2 separate regions of the Sus scrofa genome follow, and region 1 is linked to region 2. Evidence: chromatin contacts called from public Hi-C data. All regions are on one chromosome and are shown on one strand. Each heading gives the region's core, a stretch centred on a gene start, on an enhancer-like site or on the middle of the called end of the contact. The rest is flanking DNA. Distances are from core to core; before and after follow the strand shown. Region 1 overlaps WDR25 (WD repeat-containing protein 25). Region 2 overlaps WDR25 (WD repeat-containing protein 25).

The links. Hi-C and Micro-C count contacts between places; a contact is called where the count stands out from the background.
Region 1: a Hi-C map of embryonic fibroblasts shows a contact between it and region 2, with 2.0 times the contacts expected there. The contact joins two enhancer-like sites. A contact is called at or near these places in 2 of 47 Hi-C or Micro-C datasets (embryonic fibroblasts and mesenchymal stem cells).

The regions. Positions count from the first base shown.
Region 1 is chr7:121,337,364-121,342,481 of Sscrofa11.1, reverse strand. All of the region lies in intron 4 of WDR25 (WD repeat-containing protein 25), which reads right to left. Among named protein-coding and RNA genes, the nearest start is that of MIR9830, 70 kb to the right of the region's middle. Within about 2 kb of position 3,046, at least 4 of the 83 cell types and tissues checked have an H3K27ac peak or open chromatin away from gene starts, as enhancers often do. A contact at or near this core is called in embryonic fibroblasts, where this site is marked.
Region 2 is chr7:121,260,187-121,265,211 of Sscrofa11.1, reverse strand. All of the region lies in intron 2 of WDR25 (WD repeat-containing protein 25), which reads right to left. Among named protein-coding and RNA genes, the nearest start is that of MIR9830, 7.1 kb to the left of the region's middle. Within about 2 kb of position 2,226, at least 12 of the 83 cell types and tissues checked have an H3K27ac peak or open chromatin away from gene starts, as enhancers often do. A contact at or near this core is called in embryonic fibroblasts, where this site is marked.

The sequences.
Region 1 (5,118 bases), core at 1,797-4,296, 76 kb before region 2:
TTGGATGTTTGTGTCCCCAAAATCTATCTACTGAAGCCCTGATCCCCAATGTGATGGCATCTGGAGAGGGGCCTTTGCGAGGGAATTAGGTTTAGACTCGGTCATGAGGGTGGAGGTGCCACGAAGGGAGTGGTGGCCTTAGAGAGGGATGAAGAGACCAGAGCTGGTGCTCTCTCCATCATGTGAGGACACAGCAAGGAGGCAGCTGTCTACAAGCCAGCCTTCACCAGAACCCAGCCACAATGGCACCTCCAGAACCGCGAGAAATACATTCCTGCTGTTGAGGCCCGGCCTGCGGTACTGTGCCAGAGCAGCCCGGGCTGAGACACCATCCTGCTGAGACAGTCTGCATCCTAACAAGCGCCCAGGAGCTCTCCCACGTACAGGTGAGTCCAGAGGCCCTGCTTTAGAGGTGCCCTCGTCCCGCCTCTTCACTAAACCAGTGGGGAAACCCGGACTGAAAGAGGCTTCAGCCTAGAGAGCCGCGGGAAACCGCCCGGCCGAGCGAGTGGGAGAGGGAGGACGTGAGGCCAGGCTTCCTGCGGCTCAGGCCCATGGGCGCCGGCGGCCGGGGCGGGGGCTTGGACCCCCAGAGGAATACGCAGGTCAGCCCACAGGCATCCTGGGTTCCAGACTACACCCACGTACGAGCAGACGCGGGAGGAGGAAGAGTCAGGAAACCCTGTTCCAGCAGCACTGAGCCGCCTGGAGTCGGCAGGTGCGGCCGGCTCACGCACGAGGACACATCCTGCCGACCCGCTGCAGACGAAGGCGGACGCTGTGCAGCCATGAGGAACGGGCTCCAATCATCAAACCCGAGCAGAGCGAGATGGCGGAGAAAGGAAGAACGGGCCAAGCAGCCCATTTGCTGTAATGAATTGGGCTGGACCGGCGGAGTCCAGACTCCCAACATTCATCATGTGGCTAAGCCTGCGGAACCACAAACGTGTGGGACCGGAAAGCAGCTTCGAAGTTATCGGCTCCAGCTCCTCCTCAGCCCCTGCGAGAGCCTGTCGGCCAGGCGTCCCGCTCCAGAGGTGGGCTTGGCTTCAGCAGCCGAAACCCACCCCTCACCTTCAGAATGCCGACGCATTTCAACACAGCAGTTTCAGTTCTGGGAGCCAAGCTGCAGGAAAGAGGACCCCAAAGGTGGGAAACACCAGCCGTACCAACGTGTCTGAAGGTGGAATGTATACTAAAGCAGACTTGGCTGGCTCGGCGGGAGATGCCAACAGAGAGAAAGGACCCCTGACCGAAGCACAGACAACTGAGAAGACAGTCTCTGAGCACCCATGGTTTCCACAGGGCACCCATGGCAGCGTGAGGCCCTGGGACACCCCCCCCCCACACACGCCTGTCAGCCAGATCTGGAGGCTCGGTCCCCACAAGCCATAGCGGGACAGATGTCACAGCCAGATCCCTCCTAGCAGGGGCCACCCAGACTCTAAATATGTTTGGCTTTGCTGGTCACGTTGTGAGCCCTGGTGCCACTCCTCAAGCCGACCACTGCGGTGTGAAAGCGGCTGCAGACGACGTCACGTGACTGAGCAGAACTGCGGCCGATAAATCTTTATTTACAAAAACAGCCCCGAGCTGCAGTGTGCTGATCCTGGCCTCTTCCCTCCCACCTATTAACGTTAAAAGGCAAATAAAGCTCGAGGAAAAGTCCTAAGTGTCCAACCTAGGGAAAGGGTTTAAAAGCTAAGTCACTTGAAATCGACTCATTCGATCCATATCTATCGAGCGCTGCTGTGCCAGACACGGCTCGAGTCCTGAGGATAGGGCAAGGAGCAAATCGGCCAAGCCTGCTGTATCAAAGAGATGTGCTGAAAACTCTACGAAAACTTGTGATTACAAGGAAAACCCTTACAGTGCTGTGTGAAAAGTAAATCACAAAACTGTGTGAAAACACGACCAGACAGTGTTTTAAAAAATGCACAGGGGGCGAGCAATGGGTTGGGTGTGGTCTTGGGAGCGCTGGGATGCAGGTTTGATCCCCAGCCCGCACAGTGGGTTAAGGTTCTGGTGTTGCTGCAACTGGGGCTTAGAGTGCAACTACAGCTTGGATCTGATCCCAGGAGCTCCATATGCGGTGGGGTGGCGGAAAAAAAGAAAAAGGAAAAAAAGTTTAAAAATGCCCAGGGGACAAGAACAATGAAATAAAGATATTGGAATGTTACTAATGTTTATTTACCTTCAGCTGGCTTGAGTATCCCTTCTATTTCTCTCCATTTTTCTAATTTTTCATATAATCCCATATTACTTTTATAATAATAAGTCCTTCCCATTGTTTTAAAAGAAGAAACCTGGAGTTTCCATTGTGGCTCAGTGGGTTAAGAACCCGGGCAGAATCCATGAGGATGCGGGTTCGATCCCTGGCCTCACTCAGTGGGTTAAAGATCCAGCATTGCCACAAGCTGCAGCATAGACCACAGATGCGGCTGGGATCCCGCGTTGCTGTGGCTATAGCGTAGCCGACAGCTGCAGCTCCAATTTGACCCCTAGTCCGGGAACTTCCACATGCCACGTGTGCGGCTGTAAAAAGAAAAAATAAAAATAAAAACATGAAAGCGGAAACTTGTCTTGATTTTAAGATTTGAAGTCTGTCCCTCCTGCTTCCACCTGCGGTTTCCACGGCTGCCCTGAAGGCAGACAGAAAGAGCCAAGCTGCTCAGCCCTAGACGTCCGCACGCGGGCGGGGGGGGGGGGGGGGGTTCAGCACCTGGGACAGAGCCCCGCGGGAGCCTGGCGGAGCCCGCGGGAGCACAGAGAGCCACCCCGGGTGGGCGCCCGTGCTTTTCCTCCCTGGTCCTCCTGCTGGGTCCAGATGAGGCTCCTGGGCAACACCTGTCAGAGCGGACATAATTGCAGCAGGCAAGAGAGGGGTCCCCCACGTCTGGCTGATGCAAATGGAACGAGTCCTGTGACCCAGCGAGGGAGGACAGGCAGTTGGATTATTGGTGAAACGGAAGTGAAAACAAATACCGCACAGATCCCTTTACCCACATTATTAGCTTGGGAGAGACTGGCAAACATGCCAATACCAGTCACAGCAACATCTGCTCCTAATTGCTTCTCCCCAGCCTTCTCCGAGCGCGTCAGCTGGCGTCTGCCCTAGGAGAAAATCCGGTATTTTTAACAAAGTCTTAAATCAGATGGCGTCCTTGATGAGTAATTTCTTACGTGTTTGGTCTTTGAGGCTAAAAACAGTAAGTGCACCTCTAAGGGATACGGCCGTCAGCAGGGGCCCCGCTTCAAACGGCATGACTAAGAGTTTCCAGGTCCAATGGCACTTTCCAGTGTCTTCGTGTATTATGTGTTTCTGTCCCAAACATGAGTGTTTTTAAAGGTCCACGGGTTCACTTCTTCATGGGTAACTTTCCTTTCTTTTCCAAACATTTTTCTTTAAATTAAAAAAAAAAAAAAAAGACTCTCTTTGTTAAAGAAAAATGTGTGGTTTTTTTTAAAAAAAAGAAAAAAGAAAGGAGTACATCTCTCTGTGCTCTAACTCTCCCACTTGTGAAGTTCTTTAAGCAAGATAGCTATGGATAAAACACCCGGTTCTCTTTAAAGAAACAGACTCTGTTTTCAGGTTCGCCTCCAAATACCAGCAGCTTAATAAGAAAAGTGCCTTTATGCATCGGCCAGTCTGCAGCACCAACTCCAGTTTAATTTTTTTGGCCACATTCACAGCATGCAGAAGTTCCTGGGCCAGGGATCAAAGCCGAGCCACAGCACTGACAGTGCCAGATCCTTAACCACTGTGCCACAAGGGAACTCCAAGATTCTGGCACAGGAAGCCCCATCTCGCCTCCTCCCATCCTGGCCATGCGGAAAGGCCTCTGCTCAGGGCAGACCTGCCAGGGAGCCGCACCTGCCCAGGACGGGGCAGGAGGCGGCCCTGGAGGGGGTGCTTCTAGGAAGAGGCTTTGGCACTGTAGGTGCAGCAGGCGAGAGCCCCTCAGTGTGGGACCACTGACTCCCCTGAATCCCAAGTGGAGGAGGACGCTCTCCGACCTTCTGTACCCTCCTCTTCCAAAGGCAAGATCAGTGCAGGTATTATCATGAACCACCCTGTGGGATTCGAGTGGCTGCGTGCCTCCCTCAGACCAGGGCAGTGCTTCTCAGATCCTGACAACAGCCGTCCTGACGTCACTGAGCCCCCCCCCACCCCCGGAGGCGGTAGGGCCGTAGGTCTTCCTTACAACCCCTCCCAGAGCCCGTTCCCTGCCCTGATCCTGGCACCCCACTCACAACCTCCCTGATTTGCCACGACTGGTCCAAACCAAGACTCATGGCAGTGAAAGCCTTCTGCCCAGCCTGCTCCACGGCCCAGGGCCCACGCTCGCCATTTGAGCCCATCACTGGCCCTGTACCGTCTTGTACCCCACCTCCTGTACCTGCATGCACCGCGAGACGGCCCTCCTCTGCCCTCCACTCAGTCAGCCACGCTTGGTGGGGTGCCTACGGTGTGCCAGGCACTGTTCTAGGAGCTGGAAGTCAGCCACAAACAAAACAAGGACCCCTGGCCCAGAAGAGCTTACACGAGGGGCAGGAGACAGGCAAGTAAAAATGTCAAGTCCACTGTGCGCTAAGTGATGACAGTGCCACGGAGAGGCATGAGGTGGCAAGGGCACAGCCAGGGGTGGCTGGCACCGTGACCGGGGAGGGCCTCCCTGGAGAGGTGGCATGTGAGCAGAACCCTGTTGGAGGGACGAGCCCTGCAGGAGGGACAAGGGACAAGTGCATTCCAGGTCAAAGGAGTGTAGGTGCAAAGGCCCTCAGGCACATGCATGCTGGTGGTTCTAGGAGACTCGAGGGGGCTCATGGGCCCGGCTGAAGGGAGCTCGCTGAGGCTTTGTGGGCCACTGCAGGGCCACAGCTTCCACTGCGGGTGAGCTCCGACCCAAAGCACGACACACGCGGCCCCCGCTCTAACAGACCCCTCCGGGGACTGCGTCCAGAACAAACCGTAGGGGCGGGGGAAACTACTGCACTTATCCCAGCAAGCGACAGTGGCGGCATCAACCAGCGACAACTGGATTTGCTGATGGTTTGGGCGTCGGGGGGCGAGAGGAAGAGCAGAAAGAGAGATGAGTCTGATGGTTGTGGCCTGGA
Region 2 (5,025 bases), core at 977-3,476:
AGTTCGCTCCAGTCCGTCTGGACATCACAAGACCACTTGGCTTAAAAGGACCTGGGGATCAGTCGAATCTTCCTGTCTTCTCCCCAACTTGCTCAGGGTCTCAGCTGGTGATCGCAGAGCCACACGTGGACTCCTGGCCCCTGCCAGCCGGCTCGCGGCTCTCTCCACCCCCACGGCTCACCTGGCGTGTCCCTGTCCGCAGTAATAACTGCGCAAAGAAATGAGTCACCCGCCTGCGTGGACCGTGCTTGTAGAAGCAGAGGGTTGTTTTTTTAGGGGAAAGTAATAACAAAGGAAAGGGGGGGAGTGTCTTACATAAAGGTTGTCCTTCCCGACGTGATGGATGGAAAGCTTCTGGGCTTGAGATGGATGGTGTGTGATTATAGCGAGGTAATAACGGCTGTCACATGTCAGAAGCGCAGATGTCACTACCTTTTGACAGAGGGCACTTGGGAAGAAGAAGTTAGAAATAGAAAGCTTTCCGGTTACTTTCTGAGGGTGGGATAATAATTCACCTGAACTGCAAGATCTGTTCCAGGCGGCGGATGTGCCGTAAAGGCAGGTCCCGCGCCCCGGGCTGTCCCAGGCCGCGTGGAAGCGACGGCGGCGATTGCGGGGCCGCAGCCTCGCGCCCGGGAGCACAGTCCCTCCCCGCACGTACTACTCCGTCACCAGCCCTCCTTGTGCCACTCCGAGCCCAGGGTGGGGCACCAGGGAGTTGGAGCTGGAGCCCACAACTCCAGGTTGGCGCTCAGAGGGCAGAGCGCGGCTGGGGAAGGAGAGAGGCCAGGCAGCGAGTGCGGGCGCCCCATCAAGCCTCTGCCTTGGAGTCTCCAGTTCTTTCCAGCTCCTCTGTGGGAACATGCTTTTCTTTTAGAATCAGAGACAAAGTGAACAGCCAAAGCAAGGAAAAGGTTAAATAGACCAAAAAAAAAAAAAAAAAAATTTAGTGGACCCCAAGAACCTACTGATGCAAAGCTATGAGGACGACGAAATGGTGACTCCAGCAGGGCATCAGGGGAGGCCATCCAGAGGGCATCTCAGGCAGCCCGGGGCGGGGGCGGGGGGAGGGGCGCAAGGACCTGCCTCACGAGGAACTCAGGATGCAGGACATAGGCTCGGCATCACCTCTGCCAGGGCGACGAAGGGACAGAGCAGCCCAAGACACTGGGGCGGGGAGAGGGGTCTGGCCCCCGTGTGACACTCGGGACTCGTGCAGGAGGGGCCGAGACCCCCGGAAGCAAGCCCAGAAAGCGATAAGCAAGGAAATGCTTAATTAGGCGGTGCGAGGGGGGATCCACGGGGCCTGGGCCACCAAGGAGGCCGTGCGGATGCTGGGGGACCAGGGGCTGCAGCGGGGTGGGCGTGGGGGGGCCGCCCCAGGAACGGGAGCAGCCGCCGACGCGCCCCGGAGGCCCAGAGGAAATATTATTGCGAGACAAAAACTGAATTATGAAATCCGCAAGCAATAATTAGTTTAAATTACTACTTCTACTTGAATAATTAAACACGCTTATTTTCACTCACTGATGTTTTATTCATTACCATACATCTTTCCTGAAAGTTGTTTTTAACGGGAATATTCTTTTATTTGCAAAGATCCCACAGAGATTTACTATGCTAATTTCAAACCTTTCTTCTAAAATAAAAACAACAATAACAAAAACACTCCAGATTATCACCCATTAGTGACTGCTGTGTGGGGTCCATTATCAACTTAAGTCACAGCAACCGCCTAGAAATACTGTGCGTAGTTGTAAAGTTATTCACACACCAAAGCTTCCTTCCTTTAGAATTCGCTACTGAAAGGACGATATTTAAATAAGCCCGAAATGAGTATGAAAATAAAAAGGCCCGAGTGCAGAAAGTCCATTTAGACACAGATGGGAAGCACCGTTCGCTATTCTCACACCCTCTATTAATGAAAATGTTTTTGCATTTCCACAAATAATGTTTGGATTTTGTAAGTCTTATTTTCACACCCTGGAGCCAAGATACCCATAAGCACAGCAATAAAGGCTTAAGGTTTTTATTAAGCAAAGTTACCTTTGGGAATAAGTACTAACTTAAATATAATCCATGAACTCACTCTCCCCTGCTGGGCTATTAGCTGGCGTTGGCTGAATGGCAAAGCTCCAAACCCGAACGAATGCCAACAAGCTGCGCCTAAGTCAGACCCTGAACAAACAGAAAGGAGCAGGGCTGCCTCCACTATAAACCAGCTCCACCAAGGCCCAGCAGCCAACAGCCCTCCCTCCGAGGGGACCGCAAGCCTACTTAACGAGCAGCCGGACTCACCGACTACGATAACAACTACCAAGGAACGGGACTCTCCAGGGAAGCTCCCACACACACGTGCGTGCAAACACACACACACACACACACACACACACACACACACCCCGCCTCCAGCCCTGTTACCCAGGGCAGGAGCACATGTCCTGGAACCGGCAAGTCCTCACTGAACAGTCACTGAGTGAAACTAAATATCAGAAGTTTGTTTTGTTTTGTTTTTTTGTCTTTTTCCCTTTTCTAGGGCCTGTCCCACGGCCTGTGGAGGTTCGCAGGCTAGGGGTCTAATCGGAGCTGTAGCCTCCAGCCTACATCAGAGCCCCAGCCACGCGGGATCGGAGCCGCATCTGCGACCTCCACCACAGCTCACGGCGACGCCAGATCCTCAACCCACTGAGCCAGGCCAGGGATCGAACCTGCAACCTCATGGTTCCCAGTCAGATTTGTTAACCACTGCGCCACGACAGGAGCTCCCTGGAAGATTTTTTTAAAGCCCCAACTAAATCTCTCTTTCTCCCAGCCTCCTTCAAAAGCAACTGGTCATCATGGGGTCTGGGACTGGCTTGGGGACACTATTGCACATGGAGTGGGTGGTCAGTGGAGACCTGCTGTATAGCCCAGGGAGCTCTACTCAATGGCCTGTGATTATCTGTGTGGGAGAAGAATCTGGAAAAGAATGGAGATGGGCTGTACATGCAGTGCATAACTGAATCGCTTTGTTGTACAGCAGAAATGATCAAACACCGTAAATCAACTATATTTCAAACTTTTAAAAATGAAAAAAGGAAGAAAAAAAAAAAGCCATCCGTCATCCACCCAGGAATTCAACAAATGGGTAGACCCCGCCTCCACGGGGAACAAAAGTTACCCTCTGAACCTGGCAGCCCACTGACTCTGCTCTGGTGCTTTCCCTCAGTAATAGAAGTAAACTCAGCTGAGCATTTTCTACACAGGTTGCAGCCAGTCTTCTGGAGCAACAGGAAAGTGTATTAAGGTACCAAATCAACACTGACCACCCACTGGACAGATTTATGAGCCGGGGCACCAACGTGGCCTTCGGAAAATGAAGGGGCTCTGGAGGCCACAGGCCGGGACGCAGCTGATTCTAGAACTCAACATTATCTGCGTCATCATCGTTAGAAGCATCCGGAAAGCGGAGCGGAGCTTCTGCTGGGCTTCTGTTTCCGTGGCAACAGCTTCACTGGCCTGTCACAGACAGGAATGGAAGAAGGAAACTGGGGGGGATGGGAGGAGGAAGAGGGCAGGCAAGGACGGTCGCCGTGGCACCGGGGGGGGGGGGGAGCAGGAAGGGAGAAGCGCGGAAAAGGTGGTGGGAGAAGCGTGGGGTGACGGAGGGTGGAAGCGAGCACACGCCAGATGCAGGAACCCCCCCCCCCCACCTGGGCAGGCAAATGACCTACGGACACGCTTCTCTCTGAAGGCAGAGAATGTTCTAGATCCAAACTCTCACTAATGTCAACATCAGCCCAAAGGTCTGGCCGGGTTAAATCCGAAGGAAAAAAGAGAGAAAAAAGGAAAGGCCCAGGAGACCTGTTATCACTAACCCGCCTCCACTGGGAAGGGGAGCCCCTGGCAGCTGGCAAGGGCACGCGCCAAGCCTCCCTAGCGTGCAGACCCCCCACGGGTCCTGCTCGAGATCCACAAGGAACCGGGGTCTGAAAAGCAAACAGTGTTGGGCCTGAGCCTGGCTGCAGGGCCCTGACCTGGGACACCAACCAGGGACCTGGAAGGGAGGGGCGGGGGTGTCAGCGCAGGGACCTCAGAATAAGTGGGGCCAGACCAGACGCAGCCCGCTTCCTGTCCATCCCCCCCCCCAAAAGATAGTTAACAAATAAAAACAACAAGAGCTCAAATGCAACATGGGATCCCGGACTGGATGCTGCAAACAGAAAAGGACGCTCGTGGAAAAACTGGTGGGATCCGAGTAAAGCCCCCTGTTTAGTTAACACAGTTTCAGGGATGGTGGTATCTCGGCTTTGACAAATGCACCAGGGTCACGTAAGATGCCAGGGAAGCCGGGGGTGGGTATAGAGGAACTCATTGGATTATATTTACAACTCTTCCATAAACCTAAATTTTTTTTTTAAGTTTTAAGAGAAAAACAAAGGCTGCTTAAAAATAAGACTTGTTTTTCGAACACTGATTTATCTTTTTCATATAAAGCCAATGCCCTTGATTGGGTTTAACAATCATAAAGTTTTACTGGAAGCCTGGCCGAAACATTACAGTGAAAGCTGTACTCCCGGAGCAAAAGTGAATTATTAAACTCAAAACGTGTTAGCAGAGTCCCTTCGCTCTGAAGCTGGGCTGTGAGGAGTGACGTGTCGCCGAACACCCAGGAGCAAGGGTTCTGTCCGACAGAAATAGAACAGCTTTCAAGAGCCGGCCTTGACAACCTCTTCACACTCCACACTCCTGACTTCCTGCCTCGCAAGTCTTCTCCAGAGAGTCTCGCCGCCTTTGCTTTATGGGCCCAGCCCACCCGCCTCGTCTAAGAGCCTTGCAGTCTACATGTGCCTCCATGCTTCCGGCCTTTGCACTGTCTATCCCCTCTGCCCGAATGCTCTTCTATCTCTGCTGCTGAACAATTTCTAGCAACCTCTAGGAGCCCATGTGACTCTCACTGAATCTGCCCCGCCACCCCTACCCCCACCAGCTAACCTTTGTGCCCTGTAGCACCTGATCCGAGACCCCCCCACCCTCCGGAGCAGG